Regions from separate parts of the Pan troglodytes genome. Here region 2 is linked to region 1. Evidence: chromatin contacts called from public Hi-C data. All regions are on one chromosome and are shown on one strand. Each heading gives the region's core, a stretch centred on a gene start, on an enhancer-like site or on the middle of the called end of the contact. The rest is flanking DNA. Distances are from core to core; before and after follow the strand shown. Region 1 has its middle 34 kb from the start of NFIA. Region 2 overlaps LOC107966870.

Region 1 (6,724 bases), core at 2,061-4,560:
TATGTATATATACAAACATTTTTAACAAAAATGAGATCATGCGGTACTTACTATTTTATAACATAATTTATTCATTTAATATATCACAACATCTTGATGGTTGCATGGTTTTCCAAGGTATGTATATACCACAATTCACTTAAACAATTATTGAATATCAGAATTTTTCCAATATTCAACATTATAAAACCATTGTCACAAACATTATTTTGCTAAATATTTGAACAGTTCATGATTATTTCCTTAGGATTAACTCCTAAAAGTAGAACGGATAATCAGAAGATATAAGGCATTATATATACTGACAAGTTACCCTCCAGAAGAGGATTACCAATGTACATTTCTACTAGCAGTGTTAGAGAGTGATATTTTTCCCTTCCTACAACCAGATTGGAGCTACTAAGCAATTAGTCGCATACCAACATAAATGAGATTTACCATCTTAAAACAATTTTAAAAGGATTTTTAAAGTTTTCTGTCCTGGATTTTGCCATGATTGTAACTGATTTCTCCCTTAATAAGGAAAATAAGCCATCAGTTCAGAGACCAGAGGGATTTAGGAGCTTAGCAATAAACCACCAACCATTTCCTCTGCTGGGAGTCTGTATAAAAGTTGGTTTATTGACATGGAATATGATGCAGCCATAAAAACAAATGAGATGGCACTCAACTCACAGAAAGTAATCTCTAATGATGGGCTTTCCAATGCTATATGGCCCCTATACTAAGGAGGTAGCTGGCATCTCTCGTTTTATGCCCCCATACATCTACCCAAACTGAGGAAAGAGAAATTCTACAATATTAATATGGAGAAGGAAGGCTATGGTTCTCTGTGTACTTTATAAAGAGTATTTTGTTCTATGCTCATTATTATATATCCCGGGAAGCCTAATTTTAGTCTTATTTGAAGATGAAGAAAGAGAAACATTAAGCCACACATGCTTTTCATTTTTTGTACAAATTTATGGTGTATGTGTGCAACTTTTTTGTTTTTCTGTTCGTTTTGTTTTGCTTTGTTTTGTTTTTTTTTGAGATGGAGTCTCACTCTGTTGCCCAGGCTGTAGTGCAGTGACACGATATTGACTCACTGCAACTTCTGTCTGCTGGGTTCAAGCGATTCTCCTGCCTCAACCTCCAGAGTATCTGAGATTACAGGCGCCTGCCACCACGTCTGGCTAATTTTTGTATTTTTAGTAGAGATGGGGTTTCACCATGATGGCCAGGCTGGTCTAAAACTCTTGGCCTCAGTGATCTGTTAGTCTTGGCCTCCCAAAGTGCTGGGATTATCGGCGTGAGCCATGGTGCCCAGCTGCAACTTTGTTACATGCATAGATTGCAACGTGGTCAAGTCAGGGCATTTAGGCTATCAATCACCGGAATAATGTATATTGTATGCATTAACTAATTTCTTATCACCCCCCACCCTTATTCTCTCACCTGTCTGAGTATCCACTGTCCATCATTCCACTCTGTATGTCTATGTGTACACATTTTTAACACTCACTTATGAATAAGAACATACAATATTTGACACACATGCCTTCTAAACTAGGTATTGATGAAATAAAAACTTAGTTTCAAAGGCTTATTTTTCTTGGTGTATTTCCACTGTTGTGGAATTACCCTGTGGAAATAGCAGATAGCTGCTTCTGGAATGTATCGTGACATAAACCGATAAATTCAGCAAAGACATCTACCTGTCAACTGACTTTTATACTCCAATTATGTTACTTTAGTTTTATTTCTAAATATTATTAGACAATAATTAGAAATATTAAATTATTGGCTGGGCGCGGTGGCTCACGCCTGTAATCCCAGCACTTTGGGAGGAGGGCGGATCACAAGGTCAGGAGATCGAGACCATCCTGGCTAACACGGTGAAACCCCGTCTCTACTAAAAATAGAAAAAATTAGCCGCGTGTGCTGGTGGGCGCCTGTAGTCCCAGCTACACAGGAGGCTGAGGCAGGAGAATGGCGTGAGCCTGAGAGTCGGAGCTTGCAGTGAGCCGAGATCACACTACTGCACTCCAGCCTGGGCGACAGAGCGAGACTCCTTCTCAAAAAAAAAAAGAAAAGAAAAGAAATATTAAATTATTAAGGCCCTGGTTTAATCCATGAGACAGTAGATTACAGCGGTAAATAGCATGAGCTCTGGGGTCAGACCGTAGGAGTTTGGGAAAGTGACTTCTAGACAACTTTGAGCAAATTACTTAGCATCTCTATGTCTGGGCTTCCTAATCTGGAGAATGAAGATGACAGTGGTACACATTTCAGATGGTTGCTTTGAGGATTAAATGAGATAATACCTGTAAAGTTTAGAACAATGCCAGGCACATGGTAAGGCTTGGAGTTAGTTATTGTAGAAGGGGCTCTATAAATAAATGTTTAATTGAAAAAAATCAACAGATCCATCTGGGGGTGGCAGTTAACCACTCTTACCCCAAAATGGAAACCTCTTGCTATTGGAATAACTTTCCAGAATAAAATATATGAAAGAAAACTTGATGAAATACAGGCATTAAATGTTATCACATAACCATCCGTAAATTCTGGGTTTCCACAAAGCAGTTCTTCCGAATCATAATTAAGGGTTTGAAAGTCAAATGATTTAACTGCTAGTTTTAATTACCTCTTGGTGAACTTTAGTGTGTTAGAATTGTCACAACTTTCCTTGAGGATTACTCTGAAGTCAAGCAATACAGTGGGAAATTATTAACTCCTACTTTGGTACAGCAATTATCTGCATTACAAGGTTTATGCAATTAGCTGTTTAAGATGTCATTATATTTTGCCATCTGGTACACAGGAGTTTATGCATATGAACAGGCACGTGTTGAAGTGATTTTCACTATATGACTTGTTCTCAACCCAAGTCATCGCTCTAATGAGGGGAAGTTGCCGTGCACCGTACATTAGTGGCAGGTGCACACTATCAAGCTTCATTTTCATCGAAGACCTTCATTTTTCCATTTTAAAGTATTCCGCACAAGTGCTGGAAAATTAATTAGTCGTTCGCAATTGAACAACGCCTGCAGACGTGTTCTTTAGCAGTTAGGCGGGGGCACGGCTTCAGGTAGGGGCCACTCCTCCTCGTCACCCGGACGGCTGCAAGGAACCCTCATTCTGTGCAAAGCCAGGGCGCAATCCAGTGCAGTAAACCTCCCCTCGCGAAGAGGGAAGCGGGGCTCGCTGTTGCACCCCAGGCCGAGCGCCCTAGGGGAGAGGGCGCCGCAGCGAGTCCCGAGATCCGAGCCCGGCCTCGACGCCGGAGCGCTCCCGGAGCTGCGTCCTTGCCCGAAGCGCATTAAAACGGCGCCCTCTGGTGTCAGCTCGCGGCGGCCGGGTAAAAGCAGTGGCGCTGGGGGTAGAGTTCTACTCGCCACCCTGTTCGCAAACTGAAAGATCCCCGAGTTTAGAAAGTGCCTTGCCGCTCTGCGGACGCTGTGTCCGCGGCCCCGCTGTCGCGCAGAGCTGGGCTGCGATCAGAAAGCCCGGCTCCCCTGGCCCCAGACAGTGGCTCCCGGGGGAACCAGCGTGGAGGGCGAGGAGGGACCTGATCTTCGAAGGCAGGAAGGACAGAACCCCCAAGCCACGACGGCAGCGGGGCGCGGGGACGGCCAGGCTCCAGCCACAGAGGCCCGAATTCGGCCCACACTGCCCGGCGGCAGGCCGCGAAGGAGCCCCGGGTAGTGGGGGCGGCAGGAAGGAGAGGCGCGCAGGGCCTTTGGGGCCTCCCCAAGCCCCGGGCTCCCGTCTGGGCTTTGTGGGTTGGCGGTGTCTGAATCGCCGACGGGCCGAGCCGTGCCGGGAAGGCGCGCGGCCCCGCGCGGGCACCTGGCTGAGGCCGCCCCGCGCTGCCATTGAAATGTGACACTGATGAACGAGCTAGGCCCGCGGCTTTCTTTGAGAGAGTTGGAAGTCGCCAGCCGCGAGATCTGGGGCTCTCAGGTTCCCTGGGAAACGTTCTCCCCGCACCCCCCTGCCTCCACCTTCGGCACTATTGCTATCCTCTCCCATTTCCCCCCAACACACACACACACACACACACACACACACACACACACACACACACACACCCCTCACGCGTTTTCGAGTGCCAGACCAAGAGTCTTAAGTTCAGCTCCAGGAAGACAGGGTAGTGGCGGGAAAGAACATTCTGACTACGGGGAAGTTTGAGTTGGTTGGGGCTGAGTCAATAAAGTCGCCCCTTGAGCCTTTTGTTTTGAGGCTTTGATTGCAACGGCGCCTTTCGCCTTTTATATTTGGGGCCTGGTGGGTGACAGTGAGGGGACAGAGGAAGGGGACGAAGCACGTGGAACCTGGCCCCTTTTGGGATGTTTCTGCACCAGCTTTTGTTGGGGGAGAGGATGGGAAGGGAAGGAGGGAGAGTGGGTGCCTTACAAGCAACCAGCAAGGATTTCTTGAGAGACAACAACGTGCGGAGCACTGAATCAGGCACCAGCAGCGCTTACTGAGAATGAGAATAGGATCTTGCAAGCTGATTAGCGAGAGAAAAATTCAAAAAAGGGACAAATTGGTTAGATTAAGTATCCAAATAGATGCAGCAAAGCTGAGTAAACAAATCAAGGATGGGTATTGGAATTGGCTAGTGGAGTCTCAGAGCATCTGTGTGTGGACATCTCCGTGAGTCCATTGCAGTTCAGAGGTTGTTCTATGTAGGCTCTGCCTAGAAAACAGATACTTAATAAAGTTCGAGATGACGTTGTCAAAAAAAAAGAGCCAATCATTCCGGTTGGAAGATAAAGTTGGACAAGTAAATCAAGCCCAGACTGAGAAGGCTGAGGGGCCCAGAATCTAACGGATAATCTACTGGCTTTGGGGCCAGACTAGCACAGAAGCAGCCCTATCCAAGCCTCTTTGGAATTGTAACTATGAGTCTCTGTTTCCCTCCGTGAAATGGGGATAATTACGCCTTGGTATTGTGAGGATTACACAGGGTTAAATGAGACAATGTCCTTGGGCCTAAATACTTTTGGTATTGATATAACCCCTCCTTCTCTTTCAACCATTTCAGAATCGTTCCCATGATCCCCAGGCTCTGGGCATCTTCAGGAGTTCTTCAAATAAATATGTGACTATGCCCGTCTTGTTTATGTTCAGTCAGCTCTGTTGCCTCAGACACTCAGCAGTCCATGTTTTACTGATACCTTTTGGAGCTTCTAAATTATTTGAAAACACTGAGTTTTTACTACAGGCTTCTGGTAATTGACTTTCGGAGTAACCGGCCCATGAGACTGGTCCATTTAATGTCAATAATAAGTAATATCAGTTTATTAGACTCTCACCAGTGGCCCTAACTGAACATTCCATCCTCCATGATCAAGAGCAGCAGTTCAGCTTCTTAAGCAAATATTATTCCTGTCTGTTGTAAAAAGTCATTTCATTGTAATAAGTGTCTGCTTTCCCAAAGCTAAAACTACACAGAACAGCCTGTGCCCTGCAATTGACTCAGGGAGATACCCACATTCTGAAGTACTGAGACTGGGACTTGGGAAGGTCAAGGCTCTGATTCAACACAGGTGATATGAAGAACACTAATGAGTTTCAAAGTGGCCTATAGGCCTGGTGCGGTGGCTCACACCTGTAATCCCAGCACATTGGGAGGCCAAGGCAGGTGAATGGTCAGAAGTTCGAGACTAGCCTGGCCAACATGGTGAAATCCTGTCTCTACCAAAAATACAAAAATTAGCTGGGCGTAGTGGTACATGCCTATAATCCCAGCTACTCGGGAGGCTGAGTGAGGCAGGAGAATTGCTTGAACCCAGCAGGCAGAGGTTGCATGGAGCTGAGATCACACCACTGCACTCCAGCCTGGGTGACAGAGCGAGACTCTGTGTCAAAATAAATAAATGACCAAAGTGGCCTATAGACTGGATCACAGCTCTGCCCTTTATTTACTAAAAAGAGCCCTGGATTGCTGATTGTTGGGAAATGGTACCAAAAAGAAGTAGCTAAGGTTTCCAGAAATATACCTATCCAATCCACACTCTTACACCAATCAATGTGTGTTTCCATGACACAGAAGTCCTAAAGTCTGTTCTCAAGTCGCCCTAGCTATATGAAGATGATGAAATGAGGAACATTAAAATTCTAGAATGAAGATAGTAATTTCAGGAAGAAAATTTATCAGCTTAATGTTTGAGCTAGGGTATATGTTCTTTGAACATTATCCTCATGATTTTATTATAACGAAACTAAGGCATGAACTTGAAAAATGGGAGAATGGGAGAAAATTTTACCCTAAAACTAATAATGTAAATGTTGGGAGAAATACTCTTGTATTTCTCCATATTTCTGCTAGCACCTAGCACCTAGAACAGTGTAGAATATACAAAATACATTCCACTAATATGTGTTGGTTTCAACTGGTTTTTCTTTACAAAGCCCTCTTATCTAATTACCAACTGGTCCCCAAAAGCTAACAATCTAACCACCCAACCTTACATTTGATAACTTTATAGTGTTAGTTACACAGTAGGGTTTTCCTGCTAACGAATCCTCTGTGGCATCTGTTTCAAAATGAAAATCTATTATATTATTAGAAACACTCTCAGTGTAAAGAAACCAGAGATGAATTGCCAAAGTCTGAGCTCACAATATTGTGTTGGCAAGCAAAAGCATCATGGCTGGACCCAGTGGGAGAAAGAAGATGGAATGCACACCTTTACATCCAATGCCCAACTCAAACCCTTCTATCAGTAAC
Region 2 (6,724 bases), core at 2,601-5,100, 190 kb before region 1:
GGATAAAGAAAATGTGGTACATATACACTATGGAATACTATGCAGCCATAAAAAGGAACAAAATCATGTCTTTTGCAGGGACATGGATGGAGCTGGAAGCCATTATCCTTAGCAAGCTAACACAGGAACAGAAAACCAAACACTGCATGTTCTGACTTATAAGTGGAAGCTGAACAATAGGAAAGTGTGGACACCAGTAAGGGAACACCACACACTGGAGTCAGGGGGTGAGGTTGGGGGAGGGAGAGCATTAGGTAAAATAACTAACGTATGCTAGGCTTAATACCTAGGTGATGGGTTTATAGGTGCAGTAAACCACCATGGTACACGTTTACCTATGTAACAAACCTGCATATCCTGCGCATGTACCCCGGAACTTAAAAAAATAAGAAAGAAAATGTGAATTGGTATAGATATAAGTCAAATTTTCTCAAACCCAGTATTTTAAACAGTGATGAAGCTATAAATATGCTCGCATGATTAGAGTAGTAATTCTGCAGCTTGCTTGAGGCCACTCAAAGGGTACAAAAAGAAGATGCCATACCAGGACCCTCAACCATATCCTATTCCCCTCACTCAGGTTCCTTGAGCTGAGCACTGCACTTCTAGAGCACCCTCAAACAGCTCCATAGATATGATCAGCAGGATGTTGAAGTACAGCTCCACGTTTCCAGACACCTGCTCATTGACACTTTCAGTGTCACAGTAGTCATAAATGTTGGCTGTCATGCCATAACCTATTCAGACCAGGTTCAAACATTTTATGGGTTCAGGACAAGAGTATAGCTAGAGGTCCATATACTGGATGTCTAAATTCAAAATTCATAATCAAACTAGTAAACTGTTACATAAACTGCCTTCTATATCCCTACATTGACAAATATACTTTAATAGAAACAAAAATAAAAATATGTGTGAAGCTATTATTTTTATGTCACTGAAAATAAACCACTGTTCTACTAATCACTGGTTGATGTTTGTTGACTACTAAAATAAAGGAATACATAATTTATAAATTGCTATACACTAATTCCACAAAATTTTCTTTCCTTCATTTTGGCAAAAAAAAAATTTATGCTATTATAATCAAGATTGTCATATAATTTTTGTTCCTTTAGTAGTAACACCAAATTACACAATTATTCCTGAGTCACTGTAGTCCTTAGGTAAGTTTATACTAATTTCAGTTTAGAGAAAACTCACTCTTCAGAGGCAGGAGAAACTGGAATTATCAATAAAATTATTAAAATAATTAGATGATTATCTTAGATTTAGAAAGATCTTTAAATTTTAGGTAGAATATGCAAACATTATAGTGGGATTACATATGATAAATTATCACTATCATAGAAAGCTTTACAAACTATTATAATTTCATTGTATAAATTATCACTTGTCTCATGATTTTCACCATTTTAAAAACAGTAACCAGATTTAATAGAAAGGTGAAGAATCAGTGTCAGACATCGTACATGTTACTTCTTCCTATATATAAATTTCAGGGTAACATAAATTTTAACTATTACAAAGTTAATAGTTCTTCATCTGCCACCTGTAACTGCTACAAATACCATACCTACTGATGTATCTCCAGAACCAGAAGACAGAGAAGCAAGAGAAAGTACCCTATATGTCACTGGGAAATGATTCTTTATTGAGCAGGAATATCCATATTAAAGCTTTTTGAAAAGAAAGATTTGACAAATTGACTAATTCGCCTCTTCTTTTACCTAAATGCTTCGGTTGTTCAAATATTTCCCACATTCTAAAATAGGGACTAGCTTCAACATTGGCAATGACACAAACCACAAACCTTTAAAGCACGTTTCAGGGACGTATATTAAGAGATACTTAAAAAAAAAAAAAAAGTTTTTCCTTGAGGTCCAGAAGATGTTACTTGTAAGAACAAATGTTTACGGTTGCATATGTCAGCCCTCAACACCAGATCCTGAGTGACAGAGGTGCCCATGTGCTCTTAAATAAATCTGTCTTTTTGTATTTGTGGTATGTATTATCTTTCAATACAAGGTCTAGAGCAGGGATTCCTATGGCTTAGGTCTAAAGATGTTATTAAACCTATTCATAGGACCTTGGGGCATACTTGCTGGGCAACGCTGAGAGAGAGGATACATTAGGGGGAGAACTGCGTAAATAAAAAGGAGGCCATAGGTAGGATAATAAGGTGTGTGTGTCTTTGCACATATGAGTGTGGAGTGAGCAAGTTTTAATTTCTCATTATTTAAGAGATATAGAAGAATGACATCATCAAGATGGGGGAATAGGAAACCCCAGACCCCATTCCCCTACAGAAACATTAACTAAACAACAATACACAGACAAAAAGTTTTTATGAGAACCTAGAAATCAGTTAGGAAGTCACAATACCCCCAGGCAATCTCAAAGCCAAGAGCAGCTGCATTGAAATGGATAAGAAATTTATTTCATTAACTATGTCAGCCCCTCCCCCAAGCCAGCACATCTCTGGGAGGAAAAGCCCAACATACATCTTCTTTTGTGACAGGTAGAGAAAAGAATGAAATGTATGTTCAAAGTTTCAGCTTTTGAGGGGCTGCCCAAGGAACTGGTTTCTGTCTCACCTGACTCGGAAGATTCATGGGAACTGACATACATTGGATGCCTGGGAGCCACAGAGAGCAAAAGAGAGTCAGGGGCTTGTGGCAGTGCCAGAGAACTTGTAATATCACAGATAGAAATTAGCAGGGCTTGTTGTAATCAAGAGTAAGCACCTAGCTGTGGCTTTTTCCCTGGGAAAAAACAGGAGGGTGGTATGTGTGTCTAGCATTCTGCCTTTTCAGGGGGCTTCCTGAGGGACGAGTTTTTGCCTCATCTGATTCAGAGTCCTAATGGGAAACCAACATACCTTGTTTGCTTAGGGCCACAGGGACCAAAAAAAAAAAAAAACCTAAAAACTCAGTTGCTTGTGGTTGCACCAGAAAACTTATAATACTACAGATAGACACCAGAGGGAGCAAGAGATTACAAGCTCTGAAAAAAACAACTTGCAAACCTCTCTAATTGGGAGAAACCAGAGAAAACACATCTCCAGAAAAGATGTGAGAGGCCCTCACAACCTCTAGCTGAAATAACTGGTGAAGTTATTTCCCTGTATGAAGTCAGTGAGTAAAGACTAGGAGAGATGGCTGTTTTTCAAATGCATGAATACCAGTATACTTACAAAACACATAAAGAAATAGGGAAACATATCTCAATCAAAGGAACAAAATAAATCTCTAGTAACCAACCCTAAAGAAATAGAGGTATATGAAGTACCTGACAAAGAATTCAAAATAACCATCACAAAGATGTTAGAAAAATGATAAATGAACAAAATGAGAATATCAACAAAGAGAAAAAATTTTAAATAAACAACAGCAATTTTGGAGCTTAAAAACACAAGAGCTGAATTGAAAATTTCACTAGAGGGGTTCAAAAATAAAAGTGATGAAGCAGAAAAAAAGAATCAACAAGCTCAAAAACAGATCATTTCAGATTACCTAGTCAGAAGAACAAAAGGAAAAAGAAATGAAAATGAATGATGAAAGTCTAAGGGACTTACGGAACCCCATCAAGCAGACTAATTACACATTATGGCTATTCCAGAAGGAAATGAGGGAAAGAGAGAGGGAGAGATTGAGAATGGCGTAAAGATTATTTGAATACACAATGGCTGAAATTTTCCCAAATTTGGGGAAGGAAATGGACATACAGATAAAAGAAGCCTAAAGGATCCCAATTAAGATAAACTTGTAAAAGTCTACATTACAATCAAATTGCCAAAAGTCAGAGACAAAGAGAGAATTTTGAAAGTGGGAAGAGGAAAGCTACTCACCATATGAAAAGGATTCTACATAAGAATATCAATGGGTTTCTCAGCAGAAGCCTTGCAGGCCAGCAGGAAATAAGAGAATATATTCAAAGTGCTAAAAGTAAAAAAAAAAAAAAAAAGAATATGGCAAAACTGACATTCAAAAATGAAGCAGAAACACTGAATTTCCCAGATAAAAGCTGAAGGAGTTCCTCACCATTAGACTTCCAGGAAATGCTATAGAGTGTCCTTCAAGTTGAAAGAAAAGGATGCTAAACAGCAACACAAAAACATGTGAAAGTATAAAGCTTGCTGGTAAAGGTAAATCTATAAACGAATACAGAATATTGTAATGGTGGTCCACAAATCACTTTTAATTATAGTATAAGAGTTAACACAAAGTGTGAAGGAGAAAGAAGTTAAAGAGTAAAGTTGTATGTGATTGCAGTTAAGTTGTTATCAGCTTAAAGTAGGTTGTTATAACTATAAGTGTTTTGTGTAAGCATCACGTTAACTGCAAAGAAAATACACATAGAAGATACATAAAGGAAATTAAGAAATTATTCAAAACATGTCACTACCAAAATGACAACACAAAGAGAGAAAGAAAAAGAACAAAAAGCTACAAGACAGAAAACAATTAACAAAATGTCAATCTTAAGTCCTTCTCTATAAGTAATTACTTTAAATGTAAATGGATTAAATTCCCGATCATAAGACATCAAGTGGCTGAATGGATCTTTAAAAATCAAGATCTCACTATATGCTGCCTATGGGAAACTCACTTTAGATTTAAAGACATACGCAGGCTGAAAGAAAAGGATAGAAGAAATATATTCCATGAAAATGGTAACCAAAATATAGCAGAGGTAGCTATATTTATAACAGAAAAAATAAGCTTTAAGTCAAAAACTGACACAGTAGACAAAAGAGGACATCATATAATTATAAAAAGGGGCCAATTCACCAGAAAGATAAATCAACTATAAATGTATATGCACGCAACATCAGAGCACCCAAATACATGAAGCAAATATTAACAAAACTGAAGGAGAAACAGACAGCAATGCGATCATAGTAGAAGATTTGAATACCTCACTTTCAATTATGGCTAGAACATCCAGACCGAAAATCAATAAGAAAAGAGTAAACTTGAACAACCCTATAAATCAGATAGATCTAATAGACAGATAAAGAACATTCCACCCAATAGCAGCAGAATTCACATGCTTCTCAAATTCACATGGACATTCTCCAGTATAGATCACATATTAGGCTACCAAACAAGTATTAGCACATTTGAAAAGACTGAAATCATACCAATTTCCAACCACAATGGAATGAAAACTAGAGATCAATAACAGAAGGAAAACTGGGAAATTCACAAGTACATGAAGTTAATCATATACTTCTGGACAACCAAGGAACCAAAGAAGCAATTAAAAGGAAAACTAGAACATATCTTAAGACAAATAAAAACAAAACCACAACACACCAAAACTTATGCAAATAAGCAAAAGTCATACTAAGAAGAAAGTTTATGGTGATAAATGCCTACATTAAAAAAGAAGAAAGATCTCAAATAAATAACCTAACTTTATATCTTAAGGAACTATAAGAACTTTAAGGAACAATAAAAGCAAACTAAAACCGAAGTTAGCAGAAATGAAGGAAAAAACAAAGATTATAACAGAAATAACAGAAATAGAGAATAGTAAACAACAGAAAGAAATCAATGAAACTGAGAGTTGGCTTTTTAAGAGATCAACAAAAACGACAAACCTTTAGCTATACTAAGAAAAAAAGAGGGAGACCTAAATAAAATCAAAAATGAAAGAGGAAATATTACAATTGATGCTACATCAATAAAAATAATTATAAGATACAACTAACAAAAATTATATGCCAACAAATTATATGCCTGGAAGAAATGGATATTCCTGAACATTTAACCTACCAAGTCTGAATGCTGAAGAAATAAAAAGAACAAACCTAAACTAGTAAGAACAAACCTATCACTAGTAAGAAAATTGAATCAGTAATTAAAAACCTCAAAGTGGATGGGGTTAGGAAAAAATGGGGAGTTGCTGATCAATGGTCATAGAGTTTCAGTCATGCAAGAAGAAAAAGTTCTAGAGATCTGCTGTACAACAATGTGTATATAGTTCACAATACTGTGCTGTACACTTAAAAATGGTTAATAAGGTAGATTTTATGTTTTTCAACACAATAAAAAATAAATTTTTAAAGAGAGATATAAACAATAGCTACAATCTAAAAGCAGTTAGTCATCTATACTAATCTAGATCATCCATTCCAACGGTTTTTAAAACTTTAACTAACAGAGGAATAATTTTTCACTTAAAATTTTCCAGTAAACCCAATAACAAAACCATAAAAGTAGAACTATGTGTGTTGAGTTGTGTTGGGTGGGAGGGAACCAGAGCTCCTCATTTTATAGACACAGAAACCGAGGCCCTGGGAGGAAAATGCATTCACCCCGAAGCACACAGTGAGTTAATGGCATGGCCCTGGCTACAATCCACATCTCCTGATTCCCAGCTCAGTGTTCTTTGCATTTTCACTAAAGTTCTTGTGCCTAATCTGGAAAACACCCAGATAACCATAAAAGGAAACAGATGAAGGTACCCACAAATGAGCTATGGAAGGAGAGGGAGTTTTTAAGCCTAATCACCAGCCAATAGATTTCCAGTTTCAATGGTTTTTTAATATCAAAGTTGTTTTCATTATTTATTAATGAACTTTTGTTAACATTGTTTATTATTTATTAACATTAATTAAACGAACTTTTGAAATTGCACAGAAACAAAAAAGGAGAAAAAATTTATAATCCTACCAATTATATAAACAACTCTTAACACTGGAATGTGTCTTCTG

The links. A called contact is a pair of places that touch in the nucleus more often than the background predicts.
Region 2: a Hi-C map of induced pluripotent stem cells shows a contact between it and region 1, with 3 times the contacts expected there. The contact joins two enhancer-like sites. A contact is called at or near these places in 4 of 7 Hi-C or Micro-C datasets (blood, induced pluripotent stem cells and stem cell-derived neural progenitor cells) and 1 of 1 other capture datasets (stem cell-derived neural stem cells).

What each region holds. Positions count from the first base shown.
Region 1 is chr1:169,958,952-169,965,675 of NHGRI_mPanTro3-v2.0_pri, reverse strand. No RefSeq gene overlaps it. Among named protein-coding and RNA genes, the nearest start is that of NFIA, 34 kb to the right of the region's middle. Within about 2 kb of position 3,310, at least 10 of the 24 cell types and tissues checked have an H3K27ac peak or open chromatin away from gene starts, as enhancers often do. A contact at or near this core is called in induced pluripotent stem cells, where this site is marked.
Region 2 is chr1:170,152,582-170,159,305 of NHGRI_mPanTro3-v2.0_pri, reverse strand. All of the region lies in intron 1 of LOC107966870, which reads right to left. Among named protein-coding and RNA genes, the nearest start is that of NFIA, 230 kb to the right of the region's middle. Within about 2 kb of position 3,850, at least 2 of the 24 cell types and tissues checked have an H3K27ac peak or open chromatin away from gene starts, as enhancers often do. A contact at or near this core is called in induced pluripotent stem cells, where this site is marked.